Linked DNA regions of Rattus norvegicus: region 1 is linked to region 2. The links are chromatin contacts, called in public Hi-C maps. All regions are on one chromosome and are shown on one strand. Each heading gives the region's core, a stretch centred on a gene start, on an enhancer-like site or on the middle of the called end of the contact. The rest is flanking DNA. Distances are from core to core; before and after follow the strand shown.

What was found. A called contact is a pair of places that touch in the nucleus more often than the background predicts.
Region 1: a Hi-C map of prefrontal cortex shows a contact between it and region 2, with 4 times the contacts expected there. The contact joins the promoter of Smg7 here to the promoter of Ralgdsl1 in region 2. A contact is called at or near these places in 7 of 12 Hi-C or Micro-C datasets (Schwann cells, frontal cortex, kidney and 4 more) and 1 of 1 datasets of contacts at active chromatin or transcription factors (oligodendrocytes).

The regions. Positions count from the first base shown.
Region 1 is chr13:67,598,878-67,603,483 of GRCr8, forward strand. It overlaps Smg7 (SMG7 nonsense mediated mRNA decay factor), which reads right to left and starts at 1,560. Exons shown (of 24, transcript NM_001415740.1): 1 at 1,424-1,560. It overlaps LOC134481570 (a long non-coding RNA gene), which reads left to right and starts at 2,228. Exons shown (of 2, transcript XR_010057226.1): 1 at 2,228-2,562; 2 at 3,380-4,231.
Region 2 is chr13:67,452,231-67,456,522 of GRCr8, forward strand. Ralgdsl1 (ral guanine nucleotide dissociation stimulator like 1) reads right to left here and starts at 1,789. Exons shown (of 19, transcript NM_001105957.2): 1 at 1,401-1,789. Arpc5 (actin related protein 2/3 complex, subunit 5) reads left to right here and starts at 2,149. Exons shown (of 4, transcript NM_001025717.1): 1 at 2,149-2,353. The coding sequence starts at 2,211.

The DNA.
Region 1 (4,606 bases), core at 310-2,809, 150 kb after region 2:
TATTTCTGTCTACTGCACCTATATTCATAGCTCACTGTAAAGTTTAATGTACTAATAAGGGTAACAGAAGAAAAAAGAGGGTATCAACTTACAATATCAGGCATACATATTGTGCTAAACTCACAAATCAAAGATTCACAGATCCCATCATCCTCTCAGTGTAATGAATAACTTCTTTCAATGACAGAACAGCCACTCTGTCTACCACAGAACAACATACTTTCTCTTGCAATATAAATATATGTGGGACCACTCTAACACATGGACTCTTCCACATCACTAATCTCTAAACAGCTGAAGTAACTCTCATCATTCCATTATCCACCCATTCAATTCCCTTCTCCACAAGGTATGAAATAATGTTTGAAAAGCATTTCTCCATACCTCCCTTTAAAAAAAAAATCGTTCTTGAAAGACAAAAAGGCCCAGTTTTTAAGTTTCTGAGTCTTTGCAGCTCCTCAATTAATCTCAGGTGCTAACCTTATTTTCCTTTGTCATCAAGGTGTTTTCCCCAATCCCTCACTCAGAATCCACCAAACTATTCTGACTACACAACAGCTGCTGTCTTCCTATTCAAAATGTTCTCGACATCATGTCAATACATGTGAGCCTTCTTTAAGTGTGTATCAATCCCTGCTTCCCTCCCTTACGCTAGACACACACTCACACACGCGCAACACCAGTATCCATGCGTCACTCTATCTCCTTCATACAAGTTCCTTACATCGCACCTAATGAATGCACACGGCTCTCAGAATGGTATCTTCCAACTACAGTTTCTTTCGAGAACATCACCTTGTTCATAGCACCTCCCTCTTTCCTCGTTTCCCCATCCATTTCCCCCCTTTTCGGGTTCCCCTACCCCTCCAACTAACGACAGAAGGCATTATTTCCCCTACTCCCAACCCGCGATAAAAGAACAAGCTCGCGTTTCCTGCGGGCTCCCCCTCCTCTAATTTGCCCTCCAGTCTGCACCCTCCCAGCCCCCAGGTGTGCCGACTTCCATCCTCCACTCTCCGCATGCATCGCTCCAGCCAGCACACCACGTTTCCCCGGCTGAAGGCTCCAGACCCCTTCACACCCACCTCTACTCCGGATCGCTGCCTGCTCTCGGGGTGCCTCTCCCTACCCCGGCCCGCAGCCTGAGAGCACAGGCAGGCGCGCGCGCGCACACGTTCTCTCTCACGCTTCCCCAACCTCCCTCCGCTCATCGCCGGCTTCACCAGAGCTCAGCTCGCCCGGCGAGGGCCAGGCAGCCATGTGTGTGCCCGCCCCCTCCCGCAGCTGCCCGCTCAGCCCGCGCCTCCCGGCCCGGGGACAGAAGGACGCTGCAACTCCCCCACTGCCTCGGGAGTCCGCTGTTTCTGGCCCCCCCAAGCCTCCTCCCGTCCCCACAACACCTCGGCCGGGCTTCGGCACTCACCGGAGATACTGCGCGCTCTGCAGGCTCATCCTCCGCCGCCGCGTCTCGCCACGAAGCCTCCGTGGGTCTTTCAGGCTCCTCGGAGCGGCCCCGCGGCCCCGCGGGTGCTGGCGGCCGCCGCCATCTTCCTCTCCTCCGACTCCTCCTCGCTCGGCGCGGGGTGGGGGGGAGTGAGTGAGGCGAGGGGGAGGGAGTGGGGAAAGCTGCTCTAGCTGCGGCTCTGGCCTGTGGGACACAGGGACGCTCCGGCTCGGGAGGGGGGGAAGAGGAGGGAGAAGGGAAGGGGGCGGGGGAAGAGGAGGGAGAACCAGAGGAAGGAAGTCCGGTTCGCTCTCGCGAGACTTTAGCACTGCCGGTCCCTCTGGGTGGTTTCCGCTACTCTATATCTCTCCCTTTTGGGATCAGCAAGTTGTGTGGCGCCTGCGCGCCGGCTGAGAAGTCTGGTGATAGCGCCTGGAGGCTTCCTAATGATCCGTCCTTCTCCTCCCGTGCGAGGGGGCAACCCCAAGCTCACCGCCAACATCGAGCCCAAATCAGCCGGGAGTTACACTCAAAGCCTTCCGCCCTTCCACCCACCCACTTCTCGCTTCCTTTTTCCTTTCCTCCACTTTTCCCCACCGGAAACGCCACCCCTTCCTCCTACAGTTCCGCCCGCCAATTCCTCGATTCTTGTCTTCCCTCGCGCGCCGGAGAGTGACGCAAAGGCCTCCCTCCTCTCAGCTGCCCCTCCCCAAGCACTCCAGAAGAGAGTTGGAGGGGCATAGGGCGGAGCCCATGGAGAAATAGAAAGGAAAACCAATCAGATTGGGCTGGGCGCTGCCATGGAAACTGGAGGCTGTGGTTGTATTGTCATAGTAACTGCTGTGTGTAGGCCGGGTGACCCTCCCGTGGAGAAACGGGTTCCCGGGAAACCGCCCAGGATTCCCGGCTTGGATTCCCTGCCTTTTTAAAAGGCTGGGAGTCGAGATTGTTATCCGAGCAGGAAAGTCCGTTTCTTCCCTTACTCTCCCAGCAAAATTTGGGGGAGACCCGGAGGCATTCATTCTGGGCATTTCCAACCTTCCAAGGGTGAAAACCACCTCCATAGTTTTCTCCCAGAGCCGGGTGGTGAGAGGACCCGGCCCGAGAAGGAAACGCAGGTTATGAAACGCAGGTTATGAAGACTGGCGGGTGGTGGGTTGGAGCGAGAAAGCGGGGGCGATACTACAAAGTCAGGGTGCGAGGAAAGGGAAGGGGCTTCCCCACAACTGCTTGAGGCGGGGAGGCGGGATTCCGCCAGGACGGTCCCTAAAGGAAGAGACTGGCAAGGAACAGGCTAGATGCGGCTCCAGCAGTCGAGACTGTTCGACTTTTCCTAGGCGGTCGACCCTTGCTTAATTCCTACTCGACATCACCTGAGAGACCTCCGGGAGGAGATTCAGTGAGAGCTGAGAAGCCTAGGAATCTAACAAGCAGTTCTTAGGCATTTAGAATTGAGAGCGATCAGAAAGGCTGTTGACGTTCTTTCCAGAGGTACCTCAGTGAGAAATGACGCTTCGTCTTCGAAGGTTGATCTCAAAGACATCTGCAGTGTTTTAGAACTTGCCACTTCTTTTTTTAAAATTAAGTACCTAGATTTATCAGCATGAGGGAGTCTAAGAAAAATAATTTTCCATTTTGAGAACGAATATTTTAAGTATCTTGTGTCAGGTTTAGGATTAAAATAGAAATAATGGATCGTGATGATGTGGAGTCATGTAGAACAAGTCATTCTGACGGAGTGAAGTAGTTATTGACATTTTACAGATTTTATTTTCAATTGATACTGAAAAATTATATAAGCAGCTATCCTAAAATGTTTTAGAATAAGATCCAATAATGCAGCCCTCACTATATAGTTAAAATCAGCAATTCAATGGGATCTTGGTTCTGATTTGGGTACCTGATTTCTTCTGTTTTATTCCATGCTGCCTAAAGAATCGCTTTCCAGGTCTTTCTCTGAATCCAACGCCTGTTAACCTCGAACAATGTTTATTTGGAACATGTTTCAGTTCTCAGGAAACGAAAGTACAGCCCACTTGCAAATAAGTCTCAAGGACAGCTTGTCATTAACGAAACAGAAAGTGAACTCTGCCCCCTCATGCAGCAAGCAAGCGCGAGTATTGTGCGCTGTGACGCGCAAGGCAACTGCAGCAGTACAATGGCCCCTGTCTTCCACCAGCACCAACGCGCTGCCCACTCATGGAAAAGAGAGCCACCTAGTGAGAAACTGTTTACATCTCCGCTGTGTAGCGTTCAACTCTGAAAGTCAAAGGATGGAAGTTACTACTGTATATACCCAAATATTCTAGTTTGTTTTCTTTAAAGTTAGCACACAGAGTGATAGGTTCCATTATGGCGCGCGCGCGCGCACACGCACGCACACACACACACACACACACACACACACACACACACTCTTTATTCTCTCCCCCCACTAATTTCCTTCATACTATTTTCCTCCCCCTCTTAGTCCTCCATTCTGCTTTCATTGTCTGGTGAATTCCACACCACTTCCCTCCCTTAAGACTCTGTCTTCCCTTTTCATGGTCCTGTTTGAACTTTCATGATGCATACACATTATAAACACAGATGCTGTGTATGAGAGAAAGAAAATGTATTTGTCTTTTTTCAGTATGGCTTATTTTTCTTAATGTTTGACCTCCAGTTCCTTGCTTGAAAAACTCCATTATGTATATGTACATTTTCTCATCTGTTGATGGGCACATAAGCTGGTTCTATTTCTTAGCTATAAGGAATAGTGCAACAATAAATATGAATGCGCCAGGATCTCTTGTGTGTTGACTGAGATTCTTTAAGGTCTATATCCAAGAATGGCAGAGCTAACTTTTATGGTAGTTCTTTTTTAGTTTCTTGAGGGACTTCTACACTGACTTCCAGAGAAACTGGACCAGCTTACATTACCACCCACAACGCATAAGAATTCCTTTCCCGGCCTCATCCTCACCAGCATTTGTTGTGATTGATTTTTGTTTTCTCTTTTTTGTTCTTTCTTTTTCTTTGTTTTCTTTTTGTTTGTTTTTTTAAGGTTTAGGGTTTTTGGTGTTTTTTTTTTTTCCCTCAGTGTAGGATTGGCTGTCCTGGTCTCTCTATGACCAACTTGACCATGAGCTTACAGAGATTGCCTGTTTCTGCCTCCCAAGT
Region 2 (4,292 bases), core at 539-3,038:
AATCCTCCTTTCTGTCTATACTCAACAGTGCATCTAGTGTTTAATTTTCTCTTCAAAGAAAATCTCAATTTAAAAGAACAAAAAGTACAGTCTGCTTTAACATCTAAAAGAGCATGTTATGCACCTTTTGTGGGAAGTTACACAAAACTGAAACAGAAAAAAGAATTTAAACAAATCTTTATCCTAAGTTACATAATGCCATCACCATAACAATGTTCTTGTACTTCAGCAGGAGACTTTTAAAGTAAGTGCTGCTGGCAGGCAGAAATTTCTCCTTTGCTGTCGTAAGGCATGAGAGCTTTTTACTAGCTCACACCGTGAGTGTTAATCAAAGAAATGTCATTTCTATCAACTGAATGATATACCTAGAGGGGGTGCCACATTGCTTCTTCACACGGAAAAGGGATTCACATACAGTGCTCTCTCTACAGAAAGACATACACACACATGCACATCTTTCTCCTTTTGAGATCGTTCTCCTTTGGACTGATTCTCTATCACCAGTTTGATTCTTTGATATCTCACTAATTCATCAAGCATTCACTGACTACCTTCTGAATACCTAGTTTTATGAAAAATTATGAAAAAAGATACATAAGAAAAATAGGCTCAACCCTCCAGAATCTTGGGAATCTCGTTCACCAGCAAGATAAAACATAACCTATCATTAGGTAATTTGAGAAGCTTGTGCTACATAACCAATAAACACATTGCACATATACGCAGAATTTTAGAGTCTTTTTTAAGTATTTCTGCGAATTGAACCCTGGGGGCATTCTTGGGAAAAGCACATTAGCCCAATTTTGGCAATAAGAAATCCGAGGTTCCAAATTTTAAGCAACGTGCCTCAATCTCGCAGATTATGAGAGCAAAAAAGTCGAAACTCAGCCACTGCTTTCTGATCCCAAGCCCAGTGCTCTTTTTCAGTACTGCACAACAAACGAGGTAACTCAACAGGATGACATCCAGCCTTCTGCTGTTTGTGAAACCAGGTAGATCTGCATCTAAGCAGAGCATAGCCAAGTGTCTGAATTAATTTTATTTTGTAAATACGTGTACGACAGTATAATGCACAGAGCACAGCTATTATTTGTTTAATCTTAGTGCCTCTGACGGGAATGTGGAATATCGCAAAAAAGCTGATCTGGCGTGCCTTAAACAATAAATAACAACCTTGAAAGTCCAGTTTCTATTAATCCTTGCACACGCTATTTTCCCTCAGCGCCAGCGCTGAAAAGCCTAACTCGCCCACCCTCTTCTGGCATTCTTGCTCCAAATAACTACTTATTTTAAGATGTGATGACTGATTCTAGAAAATGCTACAAGTTTGCCCCAATTTCGCTACCCGTCCCCAGCCCCGGCCCAAGCATCTTTTCCCTCCCTCCAGATGGAGAGAATACCGAGTTGAGATTCTGCAGGTCCGGCCGCGATGCTGTCCCCCAGCACTGACAGGTAAGAAGTGACCTTTCGACTCCGTCCTTGGGGACCTCCCACCGACAGCGTGCCAAGATCCCAAGCCCCGGAAGGGGCTCTCAGCTCTGGAACGCAGCCCCCGGCGGCGCTCGGTCCGAATGGAGGGCTCCGATCACTAGTTTCGTGCTGGGCATCACTCCGCCTCATTCTCCCGCTGACTGCAGGGGACTAGGTTCTGCAGCCAGTCCATCCCACCCCACGCTTAAGTCCGACCACCCACACTTCACACCGGACCCCAACAACAAGCGGCTGGCACCGACGGCGGCAGCACTCCAGGCCACGCGCCCCAAGTGCCCATAGCCTCCAGCCCAAGACCCCCCGCAAGGCTGGACCGCAGAAAAGCGTTTCTATGGGAACCTCCCGGGTGTCACGTGACGCTCCCCGGCGGCCAATCAAGTCTCCCGCTCCGCCTCAGCCCGCTTTCTGTCCGCCCGCCGCCCCCGCCTCTCTCCCTCCAACCCCGCCCCTTTCCTGCAGCGGGCCCGCGCGTGCGCCGTGCGTCCCGCGCGCTCCCTGGCCGACGCGCGCTCCCGGGGGACGCGGGGGCGGAGCGGGGGCTGAAGGATGGCTGGAAGCTGAGGAGGAAGCCGCGCCGGCTAGCGCGCAGGCCCAGAAGCGAGCAAGCAGCGGCTGCCGGCGACGCCCCAGAGCGGAAGAGGGAAGTGAGTCGGACAAGGCTAGGCTCGCTGAAGAAGAGGCACCGCGGAGGGGAGGCCAGAGTTGCATCGCGATCCGGGATGTCGAAGAACACGGTGTCGTCGGCCCGCTTCCGGAAGGTGGACGTGGACGAATATGATGAGAACAAGTTCGTGGACGAGGAGGACGGCGGCGATGGCCAGGCCGGGCCCGACGAGGGCGAGGTGGACTCATGCCTACGGCAATATCCTTACGCTCGCGGCGGCCTGGGGTTGCGGGGACACGGGGACACGCGGCCAGCTGTGCCCGGCTCTAGGTGGGGACGGAGGGCAGGAGGTCCCGGGGCTATCAGGCCGCCTGCACCCCGCGGCCGCGCCTGCGAACTTGCCGGCGCCCCGATTCCTCAGGTGCGCTGTCCTAAGCGGCCGCACCCTCTCGGGGGGGCACCGGATGACGCCCTAGTGGGCACCTGAGCTCCAAAAATTCCTGCCCGGTGGGGACACGGGTCCCGCCTGGAGTCTTGCTATTCTGTCGGGTGTGTGTGATTTGCGGAGCGGGCATAGTTTATTCTAGCCAGGAGAGATGGAACAAATTGAGGCCCTCCGTACATTCAGCCCATGAGCTTTTTCCATCAGCAGTGTTATTTATTAAAAGAAGAGGGTTTGGGCAAGGTTGCATATAATTTATGAACAGGCTGAAGGGAGTTTTCTAATCCAAAATTCCCAGGTAAGGCTTTGAGCCTTTCACCTGCTAAGAAAAGGCTACTAGGAAAAGGATAGGGAATGCATGTAGAGAATCCCTGGGAATAATTTAAGATGAACCCCAGTGAATAAAGCAGAGAATGAGTCACTTCTATAAATCAAAATCGTTTTTCTGAAATTGTTTCCAGGCTAGTTAAAATATGGCTGTCAGTTCCTGGTTCCTTGGTTTGCATATCTGAATATTCATAACCTTGAAAATCATTTGCATTGATCCCTTAGAAAAATAGAAATGTCACAAAACCCCAAATTGGAGCTTTAGAAAACTCGTATTCATTAAGTCTGTAGATACATATCTCCCTCATCGATTTTCTACTAGATTATGATGAAGAAGTAAGCAGAAATATTTAGTGGTAACCACAGCATCGAATATATACATATATGTGCCATATACGTTTAACTTTCATTACCACTACTTCCACATTGGTTGCTACTAATTTATTTATTAAAATACTTGGGATTTTTTTCTTTAAAAAGTGTTCTTTAAGAGACTATGCAGGCTTGACAGTAGTTTATCACTAACTGTAGATAATTTTTATTAGACCTTTTCCACAGAAGTGGTGAGTTTATTCTTCGTTTAAAGAAATCTTTATGGTGGATATGATATTTTATTAAACTAATGTATTTTAGGTAATTTCTGGTGATTATTATGACTGTATCCATTATTAATTCAGTCTACCTTTTCATCAATCCATCTTATCCAAATATAAAGGTACTGTCTCTGGTTATAACTAGGAGCGGCAGCCCCGGTTGGGTACTACAGATGGAGGAACAAGTGACTCTGGTTCTCCTTTTAGGGAAATGACTGTCTTTTCTGACAGTCTGATTGGCCTTCCGTTTCCCGTGCTTGCTAACTCATTAGTGCTTTCAGTACGAAGTAGGTATGGAGGGTCCAGCCCAGTTTGAATAACCTGTAGGAAATAAAGTAAGCTGCCACCTACAGGTCGTGTGGGTTATTACATCATCTGGAGCCCTGTTCATCAATATGCAGCTATCACGGCCTGTCCCACTCTGATTGCCAGAGTAATCTGCCAGCACCTCAGTTAATACACAGTGTAGTTTCAGTATCAAGTTTAGGCTTGTTTTCCAGTAAGAATCACGCAGACAGGATGGAATACTTTGTTGGTAAACTGCATCATTCGATGGCTTAATTCTTAGGCATATTCTAAGACTTCTTGAATACCTGTCTAGACAATTGTGTGTATTTCCCTGGAAAGTGTAATCTCTTTGGTTGACAGAACAGGTCAGAACAATCTTTGCTTTTAAAAAAAATCATATTCTTAAGCGCAAGGCCCTGGGTTCGGTCCCCAGCTCCGAAAAAAAGAACCAAAAAAAAAAAATCATATTCTTTTAATTTCATTATTTTAACCTTTGGTTGACATATTGGAAAGAAACCCATACAGTTAATGACCATAGTAGTTTTTG